Regions from separate parts of the Mus musculus genome. Here region 1 is linked to region 2. Evidence: chromatin contacts called from public Hi-C data. All regions are on one chromosome and are shown on one strand. The core of a region is the stretch at or near the end of the contact, and the rest is flanking DNA. Distances in the headings are between cores, read along the strand shown. Region 1 overlaps Tpk1 (thiamine pyrophosphokinase). Region 2 has its middle 27 kb from the start of Nobox.

Region 1 (4,173 bases), core at 849-3,348, 66 kb before region 2:
ATGTAAATATGTGGTATGTGTCCCTCCAAAGGGGGTCACAAACCACAAGGCATCATTGGGGTACTTAGACCAAACCCAGAGAGGCTACAGACAGGGAGCTCCTGGGATGTAATCAGACAGTATCTGAAGTGAATCTGAAGTTATATCCTTTTTGTGGAATAATGTGAACAGCTATTATTTTCCTCAGAGAGCCTACACATCAAACATCTTATATATCTAAAAATGTTTTCCTTTAAAGTCATGACTTTTACATATCTAGAAAGTCACTCATCAAGAAGTAGGGTCAACACCTCAGTCCAATAAAAATCATGATTTCTGCTCTTAGAGTCATTGTCTTACAGGTTATTCATAGTTCATGGCCAGTACCATGAAATGGACAGTTTATTTCATGTCCTAAAGTCTACAAACTAAGTTTTCTGAATCCCACCTTATCTGTCTGTCGGTCTGTCTGTTTATTGATTTATTTTGGCTCTTGGGGTCTTAAGGTTTTCCCTTGCTCCTAAAAAGATATAAATTTTCATTTCCATGAATTTTCAAGTATATATTAAGTCTCTCTAAGGGTCATGTATCTTTAAATTGTATATTTTATCTAGTTGCCTTAATCCTCTTTCTCTGACTGTGAGCCCAGTTTGAAGGGAGAAGTGGGTGTGATTACATGTTTTATTAATTGGTAGGCATTGATTCACTTCCCATTGCTCAAATTCTCACATCTCTGGAGTTGAAATGAAAGGGAAGTTGGTAGCACAAGACTTTATAGTGGGTTCAGTAGGGTGTCTATATTGTGCCTGGTACAGAGAGTGAAAAGTACACAGTGTTATGGTGATGAGTGTGATGGATACTCAGAATGCCATTCTGCACCTAATCTAAGAAGGCTCTCATCTAAATGACTATCTAATATTCTAATGTTGATGACATTCTTAAATGTTGACTGTCGGGAGCCAGAGAATAAATGTAGTACCAAGAATTCTGCAGTGAATTCAGGCCTATATCCTTAATTAAGAAAAGTTAACAGTGGAAAATCACTTCTGAGTCTTATACATAGGAAATTGGATTTCCTGATGGGTAATTTAAAATACTTTGGGAGCATAAATACACCTGGAGCACTTGAGCTGTAAGTCGGTGACTCAGAGAACAAGGGCATACAATCCTGAAATAAGCAACAGCAAATGGCCACTTAAGCTCTTAAAAGCAAATTGCAGAAAATAAATTAATTCTCTTAAATATGCATGAACCTTCTGAGCGGGGAAGGTACTGAAATGGGGCTGAGTGGTTTTCTTTGTTATGTGTGTTCAGAAGTATTAATAATACCCCCATTTGTGCCATATACCTTTGAGTAGAACAAGTCCCAGAACCTTTTGGGTTTTTTAAATTGTTTCTCAAGTAATTCACATTATAACTTGGGAAATTCTGCTGAAAGAACACATTGGCCTCATTGATTTGGAAATGTAGAGTGAGTTTATCATAGTTAGGATCCCCAGGGGAGTGGAAGGTGGCTCTGACTACATTGTTAGAAGAGAGCTTTACAAAGGCTGACATAACTTTGCAGAAACTTCTTCCAAGTTAGAAACTTCCCAATAATTTTCCATAAAATATGATTTAACTAACTTCTCTTACACACTGTGGAAAGCAGTTTACGGTCTAAGATTCCTTGTGCTCAGTGTAGACTACAGGGTATGTTTAGAATGTTTATCAGAATTATTACTCAATTATTTCTAGCCCTCGTCAGATCTTTTCATTTTCGCTATGGGAACCACAGACACTAAAATTCTGGTATTTTATGCCCTTGCATACTTAAAAGCAAAGTTTATGGCTATATAATTGAATAAATAAAGGGAAAGGGGCCAAGGGGAGGAGGCAGAGATGGCAGAAACAAAAGTGGGAGCAGATTATCAACAAAGGGATGATAGGACTCCAAGCTGTCTTCTATGTACGAGCTTGGAGGAGAGCAACTCGGGGAAATGGCTTCTGCGTAGCATACACTGATTCTTGGGGTCACTTTTCTTGATGGCTGCATTTCATTTTGATGCCAAGGCAGTGAAGAGGAGCTTGGCAGCTGAGCAAGGACTGGAACCAAGGAGACATTCACTATGGGCAGATAAGGCTTAGGAAAGAAATTGGCAACCCTGCTTGAGGACAAAAATAGCCAAAACCATTGCCAAGGGCCATCACATGAGGAGAGCAAGAATATAGACTTGATTTTTTCAAAATGTGGAAAAATATTAAATCTATTCCATCTGTTGTGATGCTGTTAGTCTCTGTCAGGTTCCTTTGCTAAATAATTTCTATTTTGCCTTGATTCTGTAAAGAAGGTGGAGTTGGGCAAATTTTTCTGTTGTGTTTTAAAACAGATCTACTGACATGAATATTCACATGCAGTCTGCATAATGGTTAACGTGTGTGTGTGTGTGTGTGTGTGTGTGTGTGTGTGTGTGTGTGTCTATACTTGAATGTTTCCACTTATGCAAAAGATTCATTTGTAAGCTTTATGGTTCTTTTCTTTGTGGGGAAGATGGCTTGTCCTCGACACAAACAGCCTACAGAGATGACCCACTTTGAGCAGCTATAAAGAGAAACAGAGGCCCATTTCCAGAGCCAGGGGCAGCATTAAAACGGTCTCAAGTGTCTGTATGGCTGACTCGTGCAGTAGAAGAGCTGGTAAAGGAGAATGCATATAAAAGTATAGGTGGGATCCACTCAAAGAGGGTTTCATTGTTGCCGTTTTGCTTTTTGTGACAGAAGTCAGGGTTAGCTCTACAGAGAAGGGATGGAAGTTTTTAAGCAGAAGGGAGAGATGATCACCTTTGTACTTTAACAGATATGACTCTGAAATGATGGTATGTGCTAGATTAGAGAAAAGGTAGAGTCCATATATTTTGAATGGACTAACTCAGTTCTGTATTTATCTGAGTAAGCACTCCTTTTCAGTACTGCCTATTATCTGAATTAATTCTCAGAGGAAGTGATTATCAAAAAGGAAGGATATAGTTGAAACATTTTTTAAAAGATAGTCTCAATCTCTCTTCTACAAATCATTCTTTTTATTGTGTACCTTCCTTCAACATCTACTACCGTCATCCTCAGTGTTTGTGTAAAGGATATTTTCTTCTTTAGTTATTATTTATGATATCATTTGATCCAACCCTCCACCACTAACACAGCCTCTCAGTTCAGCCTTCAGAGAGCCATGGTTATAGGCCTAAGCTGTTCATGGCTTCAAACGTTCATTTCTGTAATCTCGTTTATCCTATTGTTATGTCTAAACCTGATAACACTTTAATGCCAAACACTTTTCTTCAGAACTAATGTGATTTAAAGTACTAATGTAGTTCTTCGGTCGTTGAAGCATCATCCCATTGCCTCCCACCCCTTTCCTTATCTCTGTGTATGTTACAGGACTTAGTATGGGTAGGTTACTGGTTACTTATGGGGTCACTACATATAGCTGCTTCCTTAAAACCCTATATCTTAAATTGAAAGTCTATCATGAATTGAAAATCTGGATCTTTAAGAACTTCAGTGATGAAATACTGTCACAGCTATTGCTACATTTCTTTTTCTTAATTTGCTTTCTTAATAACTCCCTGAAATGCTTCTCTAATCAATACACATGATCTCTCATCAAAAGTAGAATTCCTAATTCTGAGCCCAAACAGTTGGAGGCCAACCAAATCAGGATCTTTAATAAGGTCTTTATAAGGAACAACCATCAATCATTCCTCTCACCCCCTAGTTCTGCATATATTGAAAGTTTTGATCAAAGTTTTTGTACCAAAAATTACCCTTTTAAGAAATTTGAATAGTATACATATTAGTACACAGTATTATCTAATCAAAATTTGATTTGTAACAGTGTATCTGCTAATAAATTCATACTTTTAATCCTTCTAACAACTTCAAAATTGGCTGATAATTACTATAGAATTAGAGGCTCTAATTTGTACATTGATAATGTGTTTCCAATCATCAGCCAATGTAACAAAAATAATAAATTACTCTCCTGCCTTTGCCGGGATTGTGATAGACATCTGATGAATAGACTATCAAACTTTCCCCCAAGTGTTAGAATCACATGCTCTTTCTCAAGATTCATTGCCATGTTTAGCACTGTGCTAGTCAAGGCCAAGTCTTGACTGTCAGTGTCTTTACTCAACTCCTCCCTGTGTCTAAGAGAGC
Region 2 (4,416 bases), core at 308-2,807:
CTACCACCTAACTTTGCTGTTCCTTCGTCCAGTCACTAAGCTCCTTTAAGAACCTGGTTTAGTCTATTATGTTCTTTTGCTGTGTGATGACACCATGACCCAGGCAACGTGTAAAAAAAAAAAAAAAAAAAAAAAAAGTATTTACTGGAGGGCTTGCTCACAGTTTCTGGGGGTTAGTTCATGGTCACCATGACAGGAAGAAGATGGACATGGTGCTGGAGCAGGAGCTGAGTGCTCACTTTCTGATCTGCAAGCATCCTTCCCTTGTTCTTGCCCAAACTGCTCAGTCATGATTGTGTTTCTCTCTGTATTCAAAGTGGGCTTAGGCTCTCCTCACTTCTCTCAGGCTCCCTCGCATTCCCATGCCCAACCCCAGCATGGTCTCCCATCACTTCACAGTTGTCTCACTTCTATCTTGTTTTCTTCCCCAACTTTAGCCACATCCAATCAATCTTCGACTTGAAAACCTGCAATGACTTTGAGGGGAAATACAGGTGTTTACAGTCAACTAAAATGCCCCTGGCCTTCCCTGACCTCGTTTTTTATATTCTCCCCTGCACACTGTGTTCAATTCCTCAGCCTCTTTGACAGTCTTTATCCATTGCCACTCTTCCTAAGGGCTTCTGCCACATGCCAGAATTCCAAGCATTCTTAAACCAACATGTGAAAGTGAAGTCACCTTAATGATTACATATATAATTTATGATTAATGAAAATGAATAGAATACAGTGGTACTATATAGTCTCTCAATAATCCCTCCTCTACATCTGTAAAAGTCCCAAGTAAAAATACCTCCCTCTAGAACATTCCCCTAACATGGAAATCAAGTCTTTATTCAATAATTATCTGGACTAAAATCTTTCTATGCCCATTTTTCTGCAGTTCTGGCAACAAATTGATAACCTCGGGCATTTTTTAATTAGCTGCCTTTTAAAGATGGTTTGCTAAATTAGTCAACTATGAAATCACCTCGACCAAACGATTAAGTTCAGATTGCATTTTCAATCCATCGCCTGTTTTTACTGTATGAACATACCGTCACTCCAGGATTGTTAATTACAGTGTTTATCTGCCTGTGTTTTCTTACGTACATAGCACAGTGTGAGGCCAGTGCCAGCTGGCACGTCTCTACCCTACTGTTTGAAGTGGCCTGCAAGCCACTGGGTGTTGACATTCCTATAGCTAGAAATAGTACTGCACTGCCTCCATTGTTTACCCAGGGGAGATGGTATTTAAAGATAAGCGTCCTTCTATCCAGGCAAGTCACCTGTGCCAATGGACAGGAGGAGAGCTCTAGCTTGCCTTAGAAAAGAGTCCGTTTGCCATGCTTAATTAGCATGACAGCTGTGCTGATTCCTGGGACGCCGCACACCTCCTCATGCCCTTCACACCCAAATAGGATTTGTGAAGCCACCACCATTAGCAAGTATGTGCCTATGATCTTATTTATACCTCAGATTTAGACTAGGAACCATGTAGTTTTAAACCTGCCTCATAGATGTGAATACAGAACACAAAGAGGCTTAAATAATGACAGAGCCAGAATGAGCTCTGTGACACCTGACTACAAGTCACCTCCCACACCTCTGCTGTCACCACTGACTCCAAACACCATCCTTGCTTGCATCATTTCTATCACATTTTTCTGAAGGACATGGGCTCAGAGACTCAGCTGTTCAAGCCCCTGAATCATGTGTCCAACTACAGGGATACTTTGTAGGTTTTTTTAACTACTGCCCTGATTTTTCCCCCATGCTAATCCCTCTGCAGTTTCACTAGGTTATCACTGGCCTTTCAAAAGAGCTAATGAGAAGTTGAGTCTCAGGGACTTCACTGATGCCTTTTGCCTGGGAGAAAGAGTATGTGGCCCTCACTGAACCTCTAGAGTGCAGTCTGTGGTGGCACTGACCTGATACCATAGATCTGCCCTACCACAGAAGCCAGCCTTGACTCTGAGAGAAAACAAGTAGACGGTGGTATTGATGAGGATACTTTCTGATTGGACGCTATGATCATGGACCTTAATGAACAACTCAAGATTCAATAGAACTTAATGACAACTCATCAGATGCTTTGTATTGCTGAAATTTCACCTACTCATATCACATTCTTTCACTTACAGTTGATAAAGGAGAAGAAGGATTTCATTGCTTGTAAGTTAGTCTTATCAAATCTGTGCCAAGAAGGGTGTGTTTGTTAGGTCTCAACATCTCCATTCTAGCTCTTACTGACAGTAAAGATCCTTGTCATTCTGTCCTAGATTTGTTATCTAAAACTATGTATAGATTTACATGGTCTCAGAGCTGGGGACAAGCCTAGAAGGCTAAGAATCTGGTGCTTAAAACTTTTTTTTTTTTTTTAAAGATTTATTTATTTATTATATGTAAGTACACTGTAGCTGTCTTCAGACACTCCAGAAGAGGGCATCAGATTTCGTTATGGCTGGTTGTGAGCCACCATGTGGTTGCTGGGATTTGAACTCGGGACCTTCAGAAGAGCAGTCGGCGCTCTTAACCACTGAGCCATCTCGCCAGCCCAAAAATGTGTAGCCCAGGCTGGCCTCGAACTCGTGATCCTCCTGCCTCTGCCTCCTTCAGCAAATCCTACCGGCGTGCGCCACCACTACCGGCTTAAAACTTTTACTAATGTGAAGACTGCTTGTAAATAGTAAAACTTTACATCCTGTCTCACCAGAAACACCATTACATTTAATTTAGTCTAAGATAACAAAACTATTTTAGAATATTTTCAGACATTCAATCCTAGAGTTAACAAATTTGTTCATAAGATATACATATAGTATGATTTCTTCCACCAGGTGGCAGCCAAGCCTTACTATTTTACATTATACATATTATACATATAGTTTACATTATTATATACACGGTATAGTATTCATGGAAATTGAAGCTAGTGGTTTTGACAGGGTTACGGGGTACCTACTGACAGTCAACTTGGATCAATCTCACCTGCCTGATAATGTTCACTACACTGTATTGGTGTTGGGAAACTCCAATAGTGGAGTAGTGAGGCAGCCCTGGATACGAGTTGTCCACTTAAGTCTCAGGCACCTCAGAGCAATAAATCATATGTGGCATCTCAGCTTTCCCTGCCACTATACTACACCCATATAAAAGCACTGTCCTTGACTGTGAGCTCCCATAAATAATGGAAAAAGATAGACTCAGACACAATATGAAAATAAAGCAAAAGAAACTGTCCCTATGGACATCTCTTCTCTCCTTCCCCAGACAAAGTCCTTGACTGCACAAAAGAAATATTAATAGCATGAGGCCAGTATATTTAATCTTTCTTTAAAAAAAACCGAAAGAAACATAGTATGATAGCAATACATTTCATAGACCTAATAAAGGTGGATAATAAACAGTGGGTCATAATTATTCCTTAGCTGCCACCGTTGCTCCTAGTTGGGGAAACTGTAAATTTGATAGGACAACAAGGAAAGAAACGGCGCTCTTTGCTTCCCCATTTACTATTCTTTATTTAGGATTAGTTCACTTTTGAATTCTATGGGTAGTTGTGAATCTGTGTATGGGCTGGTGCCTGTGTGAGTAAAGATGCCTACAGAATCCAGACTTGGGCATCAGAGTCCCCTGGAGCTGGCGTTACTGGCAGTTGTGAGCTTCCCAACATGGGTGCTGGGAACTGAACTCTGGCCTCTGTAAGAACAGTATGCTCTCGTAACTGCAGGAGTCATCTCTCCAGCCCCATACTTTTTGTCTTAACCAGTTTTCCTGTAAAATGTTTTTGTCTCTTGAATGTTACCCATGGGTCAGTTAGCCAGTAAAAGACAACAGGAGAGGTAAACTCTTTGTCAGCTATGCTACAATATGCATGTGACTGAGAATGTTGGTGCGTGGAGAATTTACCATTCCTACCATTAATTTTCAGTAGGAATAGACATCTCCATAACATGGCTGATTTGGACAGATGGGGACATGATCCCAAGTAAAGTAGGTGAGCTGAAATGCTACTCGTCACAATATTCTCTCTGACATGAAGAAAGGTTTAAAACAGGAAATGATACATAAGGGCAGAGGCAGTCTGGGGCGTCCATGCTGAGGTCCACAAGGCTGTTACCCCAGAACAGCGATGGATGCAGCTCAACACAAAACTGTAAACCTATTACACAGAGAAGCCTTCAGAATAGCATGGTGAATATTGAGCCACCCTAGAGAGATACAGACTATAGTCCAGAGTACACTGATTCAGTGAACGTGAAGATGTTTTTCAAATTATGTGAATATGTGTCTAGATGTGCATCTGCCATAGCTGTTGAGTGAATGGGAGGCATTCAGAGTCAATTCCCATTTTTATTAAGCTTTTGCACTGATCTCCTAGCTAGACAGACAGTCTCTTAATTTGATCGGGAAGAGAGAGATTTACTGTCTGAA

Evidence for each region. A called contact is a pair of places that touch in the nucleus more often than the background predicts.
Region 1: a Hi-C map of cerebellar granule neurons shows a contact between it and region 2, with 1.8 times the contacts expected there. The contact joins two enhancer-like sites. A contact is called at or near these places in 1 of 39 promoter capture datasets (the 3T3-L1 cell line), 4 of 484 Hi-C or Micro-C datasets (the 3T3-L1 cell line, cerebellar granule neurons, embryonic stem cells and 1 more) and 1 of 115 datasets of contacts at active chromatin or transcription factors (effector CD8 T cells).

The regions. Positions count from the first base shown.
Region 1 is chr6:43,401,191-43,405,363 of GRCm38.p6, reverse strand. The region is part of intron 8 of Tpk1 (thiamine pyrophosphokinase); the gene reads left to right. Among named protein-coding and RNA genes, the nearest start is that of Gm38800, 8.8 kb to the left of the region's middle. Within about 2 kb of position 2,098, at least 10 of the 459 cell types and tissues checked have an H3K27ac peak or open chromatin away from gene starts, as enhancers often do. A contact at or near this core is called in cerebellar granule neurons, where this site is marked.
Region 2 is chr6:43,334,467-43,338,882 of GRCm38.p6, reverse strand. No RefSeq gene overlaps it. Among named protein-coding and RNA genes, the nearest start is that of Nobox, 27 kb to the right of the region's middle. Within about 2 kb of position 1,557, at least 36 of the 459 cell types and tissues checked have an H3K27ac peak or open chromatin away from gene starts, as enhancers often do. A contact at or near this core is called in cerebellar granule neurons, where this site is marked.